Regions from separate parts of the Mus musculus genome. Here regions 1 and 3 are each linked to region 2. The links are chromatin contacts, called in public HiChIP or PLAC-seq and promoter capture Hi-C maps. All regions are on one chromosome and are shown on one strand. Each heading gives the region's core, a stretch centred on a gene start, on an enhancer-like site or on the middle of the called end of the contact. The rest is flanking DNA. Distances are from core to core; before and after follow the strand shown. Region 1 has its middle 18 kb from the start of Map7. Region 2 holds the start of Hbs1l (Hbs1-like (S. cerevisiae)). Region 3 holds the start of Pex7 (peroxisomal biogenesis factor 7).

What was found. Promoter capture Hi-C pulls out the DNA fragments that hold promoters and counts their contacts. HiChIP or PLAC-seq counts read pairs in DNA pulled down with a chosen protein or histone mark.
Region 1: a contact with region 2 is called in an H3K27ac HiChIP or PLAC-seq map of embryonic stem cells, with 4 times the contacts expected there. The contact joins the enhancer-like site here to the promoter of Hbs1l in region 2. A contact is called at or near these places in 3 of 39 promoter capture datasets (liver and pre-B cells) and 2 of 115 datasets of contacts at active chromatin or transcription factors (bone marrow-derived macrophages and embryonic stem cells).
Region 3: a promoter capture Hi-C map of pre-B cells shows a contact between it and region 2, with 4 times the contacts expected there. The contact joins the promoter of Pex7 here to the promoter of Hbs1l in region 2. A contact is called at or near these places in 2 of 39 promoter capture datasets (liver and pre-B cells).

The regions. Positions count from the first base shown.
Region 1 is chr10:20,151,822-20,155,055 of GRCm38.p6, reverse strand. It overlaps a transcript of Map7 not described here. Among named protein-coding and RNA genes, the nearest start is that of Map7, 18 kb to the left of the region's middle. Within about 2 kb of position 1,320, at least 14 of the 459 cell types and tissues checked have an H3K27ac peak or open chromatin away from gene starts, as enhancers often do. A contact at or near this core is called in embryonic stem cells, where this site is marked.
Region 2 is chr10:21,294,396-21,297,764 of GRCm38.p6, reverse strand. It overlaps Hbs1l (Hbs1-like (S. cerevisiae)), which reads right to left and starts at 1,786. Exons shown (of 18, transcript NM_019702.2): 1 at 1,589-1,786. The coding sequence starts at 1,631.
Region 3 is chr10:19,906,404-19,909,307 of GRCm38.p6, reverse strand. It overlaps Pex7 (peroxisomal biogenesis factor 7), which reads left to right and starts at 1,634. Exons shown (of 10, transcript NM_008822.2): 1 at 1,634-1,849. The coding sequence starts at 1,735.

The sequences.
Region 1 (3,234 bases), core at 71-2,570, 1.1 Mb after region 2:
ACTGGACGTCCTTAAGTTGGGGACAGGGAAGCACTAGGTGCTAGGGCAGGGAACTACCAATGCACATCACGGTGTGCTCAGATCTCAAATACATTAGGCTGTGGGGGCGGGGGGCGGCACCCCTGCAAAGGTTACATGGTATGCTTCCACTTAAGACTCTGGGAAAAGTCAAAGCAAAGATGGAAAATAGATCAGTGGGTGGGAAATGAGCCAGAGGGAGCTCTGGAAGACAAGACTCTAAGCCCTATCGACAGTGATGGTTATACATCTATAGCTACGTTGACAGTCTACTGAAACAACACATTTAAAAAACAATTAAAAACTCCTTTACTAGCCGGGCATGCCTTAAATCCCAACACTCGGGAGGCAGAGGCAGGCAGATTTCTGAGTTCGAGGCCAGCCTGGTCTACAAAGTGAGTTCCAGGACAGCCAGGGCTATACAGAGAAACCCTGTCTCAGAAAAAACAAAACAAAACAAAACAAAAAACAAAAAAACCAAAAACAAAAAACCCACCTCTACTTATTCGAGAATTTCTAATGTATTGATTTTTTTTTTCTGGCAACTTTTATGGAACGGTCTACTGGGCTATCTCATCTTTCCAATGCTCAATCTATTAATCATTATTATAAAGGATGTGCCCCCAACTCTTGGACCAACTGAAATTCCTCTGCTAGGAGAAACCAGTGGAAACCTCAATCCAAAGTAATGGCTTTAAAATATCATTTCAGTTTTGGAATGTTTGACCTTTTTGTCCCTCTTGGGCATCTCTCACTTCTCTGACTTGGCTGTCTGTCCCTCCTCCATTTTGAATGGTTGTCTATCCTGTCTGCAGTTTTTCTTTCTGATCTTTCCTGGAGTGGCCTTCAGACCTGACCTCGTGTCTGTTCCTGCAGGTTCACCAGTTAACTATCTGGCATCACTACTGACACTTTTCCACCTTTTCTTTTACTCAGTTGTACTCACTAATATGTTCGGGTCAAGCTTAAACTAATGAACCAATTAAAAGTGGATCGCCTTGTGTCTTCTTTTTACCTGTGATCCTCTGACATCTCAGAGTCCCAAACCGGCCTCCTTTTTTTATACCCACTGACAGGCCAGTGCCTACCTAGCTCTATCCAGGGACCTCAGAGTTAAGTCTGGAGACCAAACTCTCTCTCCTTTCTTCCTCCATCTGGTCTACACAGCTGCTCTGAAAAGAAGCTCTCCTTCCAGGTTCCAGAGCAAACCGGCACCTCCCGAACTCAAGCACAGCTGTCCCAAATGGGCAGGGTAGGAGGAAAAGGACCTCCCTAGGAGAGGGTGTGTTTGTGCTAATTGTGCAACCCAGCTCTTTAATTCTGATTAACAAAGCTTTATCAAGACAAGCCTTCCTGCTCCAACAATACTGTTCTAGCCTCTTGGCTTGACCTTTGGCCTCAACATATCCATCATGCCTAACTGATTTCCCTGAACACTCACTTTGAGCCTTTCACATTTGTCCTGTCAAGAAACTTTAGCTCCTCTCCTGTATGCCTTTATTTCCCCTCCTCCTCCCTCTGACCACACATCACTCCCTGTTGTTTGGCGGTTAAGTGCTAGCTGCAGCAGGTGCTCCGGGATGACCACAGCCAGAGTGGTCCATCCTTCCTCCACTGAACCCTCACGACCCGTACACATTGGCCTGTGGATTTCCTTACTAAACTCAAAGATCATATTCATCAACCTTCCAAACTCCGTCATTTTAATAACCCATGGAAAGTACACATTCTTGGTTAAATTAGTCTAAGCCTCGATGTCTTTAGTTCTTGTACTAACAAGACTTGAGTATGTTTTTTAAAGCTCTTCGAATAATTTGTTTTCAGGTATCATGACACAAGTGTGTGAATTCTTTAGAGACCATGCCAGTGTAAATTTGCGTTTCACACACATACCTAAGCTATGACAACAGCTGACTTCTCTTCAACTTACCAGTGGTTCTCAGGAGAGAACCACTGACTTAGCGAGATGTGAAGTTTGCCCCCTGAAGCAGCAGCAATTCTAGCTTCTAGGATCTGAATTTCAATAGGGAGGGGCTTACGTCACAGCATAAGCACAACCTGAGTGTCTACTTTCTATGCTTATTTGGGGACAACAGAGGCCCTTCTGGCTTAAATAAAGATCACTTTTTACTCTGGAAAATTTCATACAAGATACATGACCACAGTAAGAAAGTCTAAGTCTGGGCTGGAGAGATGGCTCAGTGGTTAAGAGCAGTGACTGCTCTTCTAGAGGTCCCAAGTTCCAATTCCCAGCACCCACATGGTGGCTCACAACCATCTGTAATAGGATCTGATGGCCTCTTCTGGTATATCTGAAGACAGTGACAGTGTACTCATATACATAAAATAAATAAATGTTAAAAAAAAGGGGGAGGGGGGGAGTCTAAGTCTTTCCACCAAGAATCCTGATTTTTAAAAACAACAACAACAAACAAACTCCATTCTAGGTTGTAAGTAATATCTTCCAATAGAATGGCAACAGATCTCACCAAAACATATGGGCATTAATTTATTCCTTGCACATCAGACTTTGGGCATCACAGATTAATCAAAAGCAGCATGAAACTTTAGCTCTGTGGTCTTTTTAAAGGAGGTTGGCAAATGGGATTTGCTCTGTGTAGCTGATTTCCATAGCTTGGAATCATACTAGGTGACACACAGAATTCCAGCTCCTAGTTTTGTGATGTGATGACCTAGGAATTTGCTCAAAATAATATTCTAATAAAAAGGACTTGACATCCTCTAGTGGTGAAACACAAATCTGTTTCTAAGACAACAGCATTTTCTAGTTCTTGCTTCCCTTTGACTATGGACAAGGAAAATACCCCCGTAAACCAAGAGAATGGTTCTACCTCAAGAAAAATGACTTTTTAAAAAATAATATAATTGTAAAAATTATAACATCATCACAACCCTTGAGCAAAAGCTAAACATATCTGCAGAACTGTTTTCTGAATGTTGCATTGATATAGTACCCTTTAAATACATACTATGCTGCCAAAGTTCACTCTATTTGAGTCCTATACATACACAAACATAGGCCTTTAATCTTGAACATATCACAGGTATTGTTTCTGTAATAACCCGAGATTTTAACCTCAAGTCTTGAAATACAGCCTTAGCACAAGGACATAATTTAAGAACCACTCAAGGTTGGATTCTACCTCAAAGTAATTATATACAAAAGGAATACAAAGGGAATGCGTCAGGAAAGAA
Region 2 (3,369 bases), core at 537-3,036:
GAAACTGTCTCAAAACAAAAACCTATAGATAGAGGCAGTCCTGAAAAGTACTTGGAATTAAACGGTAAAGTAACGCAGGTGTTACACAGAGGAGCCAACAGGTTTTTTGTCCACAGACTAACTCTAATGAAATTAGAATACTTTTGTGAAGTTTTAATTACTGAAAGCCCAAAAGGAAGCCTAACTGGGAAGAAGAAAATGGAAAATGAACTTTTATGAACAGGAAGGGAGGAACATCCCAAGACAGGCTACGCTTGCTTATGATGTCACTGATTGTTACAAAGGAATCAAACCTGACCTCAGGTAGCCAAGGTAAGAAGGTATTCGGCACTCAGAGGCTACACAGAAATCCCAGCCCTTCCCTTCTAATTTAGACCCTCTCTTTTGCATCGTTTCTATATTACTGTCATCACACTGTGGAATCTCTCATGCTTTAACCAGCTGTTACTGTAAACAGTCCTCATGTGTTAAGCAGTACCCTTAAATAGTCAATTATCACTGGCTGAGGAAATATATTGGTAATAAATGTCCCTTATTTCACAGCTACACAATCTCTTCCAGACTAAAGTCATTTCTTAGTGGTAGTGGTCCACCAGGCCTTTTATACAGACACTATGTATTCTTACAGTGAATGCCTGCCAAGTAAGATATTCCAGGCAGACTGGGTCAAAGTCTCCAGATGCAGCCCAGGTTGTTGGTTGGTCAAACCTGTTGAGGACACTGAAGCTCACAATCCCCCCAAAGGGGGTGTTAATAACAACCGCCTGCGTAAACATTGCATCTTCTCCATTTTAAAAAGCAGCAGGTCTTTAGGATTCTTGCATCACTTTACATTTGTGTTTATTTTTAGCTTCTGTGATGCTAAATGATGCTTATTATCATCCACTCAATGCCAACAAACTGCGAGTCCCTTTTTCATGACCTCCCCGCTGGTGTTATTTTTCCATTTCCTTTTTAAAATCAATCTACATTAAGCACTGTTTGCCAATAACTGAATTTATACACCTGAACATCAGCAAATCGACCCAATTTCTTGAGCCCTTTTAAACAAGAATCTTTTCTGTTTCTCACGTCCCCAGTTTTGAAATCCGTTGGAAAAAAATGGAGCAGTCAAAAACGCAGGGACACGGGGACAACGAAATAAATCTGACGTTTGTAGTAGGCCGGCCGCAGGTAAGCGCTAAGCCAGCCTCTTTTCTAACTACGGCCTCGTGGGCTTGTCTGAAGGAGGGCTTATGAGACAGACGTCAGGAACTCATTGCGGGATCCCCGCAGGAAACAGGGAAAGAAGAGGTGACGCTTGGATACGAACAGCATCGGATCCCGACCTCGCCACACCTATGGGCCCTGGAGATGCTACACCCCTGCCCGGTCGGTGAACTAGCTCAGCTAGGAGGCAGACAACACGCCGGCTTCCTCCCCGGGTGTTCCTCTCAGGTCCTGCTCGCTCTCCGCCCGCTCCCTCTCCGCCGAAGATCCCATTGCGAGCGTGGCTCCGGGGTCCATGCTCGATTCCAGGGAGATGTAAAGCGGCCATGGAGACAGCTGGAAGAGCTAAGGTCACGGCCGGCGCGGCCTTACCACCCACCTTCATCGTAGTTATATCCCCGGACGTTCCGATGCCGGGCCATCGCGCACAGACGGCGCCTGCCGCCGTCCCTTCCAGAAAAACTCGGCTCAGAAACCGACGAGGCGCAGACCGCGGGCGGAACACCTCTGCCGCGCCATCTTGTCTTCCGCCAGGCCTCTGCGCCGAGCGTCCGCGCATGCGCGACGTCATACCTGCGCACTTGGCGACGGCAAGCTCTCGGGGTCACTGCGGGCCTCCCGGGAACGCGTGCGCGCTCGCGAACTGGCGGGGGGGGGGGGGGGGCGAGGTCCCGCCCACAAGCGAATTGACTGACGTGGACTTCAAGGCCAGAAATGAAGCAACCAGAGGGTTGTTGAGCGGGATCCTTCACCTACACCGGTTTTCAGGATTATTTCCCAACTTTGGTTTTTGATCATCTGAAAAGCTGCCTATTTCGCTCAGTAAAAACAAGGACTTTGTTTCAGCTTTTAAGCCTTAGTAAACACTATAGGCAATCAATAAACGTGTAAATTTGGCATAATAATTAGTCCAAGCTGTAGAGGGAACTTTTTGAATGAGTAATTTTAGCTTTGAAATGTAGCCACACTGGGTCAATATGCTTCGCATGTAACTCATGGCTTCAGGTATGGGCTCCATATTAAATTCATTAACAGCTCTGGTAAACAACTGTCTGACCTTAGCTTTGTAAAATATTTCATTAGCACGAATTAATTAAGAAGGAAGCCTTAGACATTGATTGAATACATAAATATGTGAACTTGCTAAGGGTGTTTAGTACAGCTTTTCAGACACAGAACTAGCCTTGGGTGCTTATGATGTAATAATAACACATAAATCTATAACCTGTTATTAAACATCCTTGTTTCATACAACATAAGGCTAATAATGCTGTGTAAAAAACATCAACCTTATTATCACACTGAACAAACCATTTTATTGTAGCTTGTGCTTTCAATGCCAAGACCTGGAATCAAAGGCGAATGTCTAACACCACCTTACTCAGCTTTTCTAATCCACAACAATGAGGATAACACAAATTAAATCCATATTTGTAAAGGGCTCAGATTTGAGTTCTGACTGACTACCCAATGGTGTTCTTAACTCACAATGTTTCATATGGCTCCAAGGCAAAACTTTATAGACAAAAAAAAAAAAAAGTAGATGCTAATTTTATGATTTTTAAGTGTTTTATTTTATACCTTTAAATAATTTCCACATTGCAGCCTATTTCTTTGTAAGTGAAGATATTATCTTATACATTATCAAATTCATAAATAATATTTGCCCATGTAAGAGGACTTAGCACAGGACATTAAGTGCTAAAGAGTACTAAATGTGCTGGACCTGGTGGCTCAATTCCTTTAATCTTGGTACTCTGTAGACAGGGACAGGAGGACCAGGAATTCAAGGTCATCCTTGGCTACACAGGGAGTTCCAGGCCAACCAGCACTGTTGAGACCCTGTCTCAACGTCACGTACATAAAACTTAAAAACCAGGGTCAGCTTCTATCCCACTGTAAACGTGAATGCTGTTAATTACAAGTCACTGATGCGGCTATTGAAGTAAATGAGTTATAAACCGACCACATAACTAGTAGGGTGAATAAGAAAACAATCCTGCCTCAGACATGACACATAACTTGGGTGTGTGGACCAGTCTGTTCTGTATTGATTCCTGAAAATGGTATATTATTTACACTTGTTAGTTTCCCTGGCAAGGTGACATAACTCAGAGTCACCTGGAAATTGCCTCATCAGAATTGTCCTGTGAGGCAATG
Region 3 (2,904 bases), core at 385-2,884, 1.4 Mb after region 2:
CAGCCCCAAGTAATAAATGAGTCTACAGTCCCCATCTTGTGGATCTCTCTCCCTTCCATAGCTTCTCCACTGCCAGCTTTCCATGTGGCTGTTTGCCCCAAATCTGCCTTTATCTGTCTTCTCTCATTCCATTCTCTTGCTAAATAAAAATAATTTCCGTGGTTTAAATATTATCTACATGCAAGTAAGAAGGCTTGGCTGGACTCCATTGTGCTGTATTCAAGTACTGCACACAGTACACAGTCAACATGCAGAACTGGAGTTTATTAATGCTCCATTGTCCTTATTTCAATAAACAATTCCTGTGTCTAGATAAGTACTATACTAAGAGTTGGAAACCATTTAAGCTTTTTGTCTTCATTTGACCCTTAAGCGTACCCTCTCCACACCTTTCCATAATTCTCAACAAAACACTATTACCCAACTATAGCATCTTCTGCTTGAGTTGTTGCTAAAGTCTCTAACTGTACTCCATTGCCAATCTCTAGCCTCCAGTTACTGTTGCTTGGGAATGATAACTCACTAAATGATCCATATCTGAAAACTTGCACAGATCTCTATTATTTAAGCTGCAGCACAGTTCCTTGGGCATGGGGTACAATACAAGAGTTCATGTTGGAGCATTTGATTTTCTCTCACCAGGTGGAATCTACCCAAAGTGCTCTTTCTCTATCAGGCTAGACTGAGTCCTGGCAGCTACCATCCCTTGCGGTTTTAGGTTTCCTGGGTTCTTCACCCTTCTCCTGATCCCACAATGGCTTCCAACTTTTTAGTTAGAGAAAGTCATTTGTATGAATTCACCCTAGATTATCTCCTTTCTAAAATGTTCCCTGACACCCTACCCTAAAAACATCTGTGTATATTCATCACAGCATCAATAGCATTTTGATTACACTTGACAGCTTTCAAGTCTTGTAATCTCTTGAGCTCAACCACGTATCCCAGTGGGTCTTTTGAATGCAAAAGTCTAGCACCAAGCTTGGTACATGACTTGGTCTGTGCAGGTTGACTGGTTTAATGATTAACAAGTCTCTTTCACTCTTCAGTGTTTGGTTTGGCAAACTGCACATTCATCTACCACATTGCATATGCTTGGCAAACATTTGAATGAAGAAATTAATGAGCCCAAGTCTTCCTTAATTACTGGAATATATCTGCATAGTGCAACTAACTACATAAAACCTATAGACCGCAAATTGCACATGATAATAGTCCTATCCTTTAACTTCATTGTTGTCTGGATTCAAATTACCTTGGGCAACCTAGTACTCCATTCGTTGCCCTTGGACTCACTAACTGCTTTCCGAGTTTGTTGTGGCTTTTATTTCGTAACCATCAGGAAAATGTCAGAATAGCAAAGTTTTAAAGTTCAAGCAATTAATAAAAACACAAGGTTTTTATTTAAAAAAAAAACATGGAGGTTGCAATTAAACGTGAACAACTGTCTGAAGTGACTCCTAGCGAGTATCTTCTCTTTTAGGTCTAGAATAATCTCTGAAAGACCAGTTGATTTTAGTTAGAGCAAATCATTGGATTTTTGCCCAAAAGAAAAATGGTCCTCGCGGCGTCAGTTCCCTTTTCTATGTAGCCCAATCAAAATCTAGGATTCCGGGCGTCGGCGTCGTCACTTCCGCCCGGCCTTCCTGGACTTTCAGTGAGCCGCAGTGGGGCACTTCTACCTCGAGACTGTTTCCGCGCTCGGGCCGGGAGGCCGAGTGACGGCGGGCGAGCGGAATGAGCGCGGCGCGGACGCTGCGGGTGCCCGGCCGCCACGGCTATGCGGCCGAGTTCTCTCCGTACCTGCCGGGCCGCCTGGCCTGTGCCGCGGCGCAGCACTACGGCATCGCGGGTGAGCGCGGGCCGCGCCTCCGGGGCGGGCGTAGGACGCGCCGCTGAGCGCGCGGTGCCGCCGCCACCGCCAGGGGGCGACAGAGCTCGGCCCTCCCTCCTAGGTCCCCCTTTCTGCGGAGTTGGCATTGGAGCCCAGGGGAAGTCTACAGCTAGTCCTTTCCCTTCTGTAAGAAGGATGCACTTGTCAGTACTTGCAAGGTGGAGTCAACAGAGCCACCAGTTCAAAGCCATCCTCAACAGAGACTTAGGGAGACGCTGGCCCTTTCTTGAAAAAGAAAAAAAAAAAAACTAGAAAATTCTGTGCTCGCTTTTAGTTGTTCTAGGGGAAGTGGATAAATGTGCAGAGATGTCTAAGTGCTCAAGCCATTTATTTTAACTTATACCCCATCTGCTGTTTATGCACAGGAGCAGTGTATGGCAAACCATTGCATAATGTCAGTGATCTGTAATACTTGTTTACTGCAGGAAAAAAATACGATTTCTGAAAAGTAGTGGTAAATAAACTTGTTTCCGTATAGTTTGTCCATTAGTGCTTAGTGCTTTCACGGTTGGGTTCACAGTTCTTGGCCATCAAACTTTAGACTTTTATAAAGGTTTCTTACAAGAAATTGGTATAATTAGGAATTGTTTTCTAGAGATTTTTTGTGTGTGTGTCTGAGTTTTTTGCTTGTATGTATGTCTGTGAACCATGCCTGGTGCCAGCTAAGGTCAGAAGAGAAGATTCAAAGAGGGTGTTGGATCCATTACTGATGGTTGTCAGCTGCCAAGTGGGTACTGGGATTAGAAGCTGGCTCTGCACATGGAAGGGGTCGGGTCTCTGACCTGACAGTTGACTTTTTTTTTTCTTCTTCATCAGTTACGTTTAAGTGGAAGATCTTTAACACTTTACCCACCTCACTGATCACAAAAACTCAAAGCGAAATTCTGTGAAGACTCTAGTTTGAACAGTTGAATGTGCATGTGAGCATAGTAATTAGTCATCTTACCTTGTAAAGTTCAAGTGCAGATTCCCTTTGAACAGATGTTAATGGAGTGTGAGATGGGGGAGAGAAA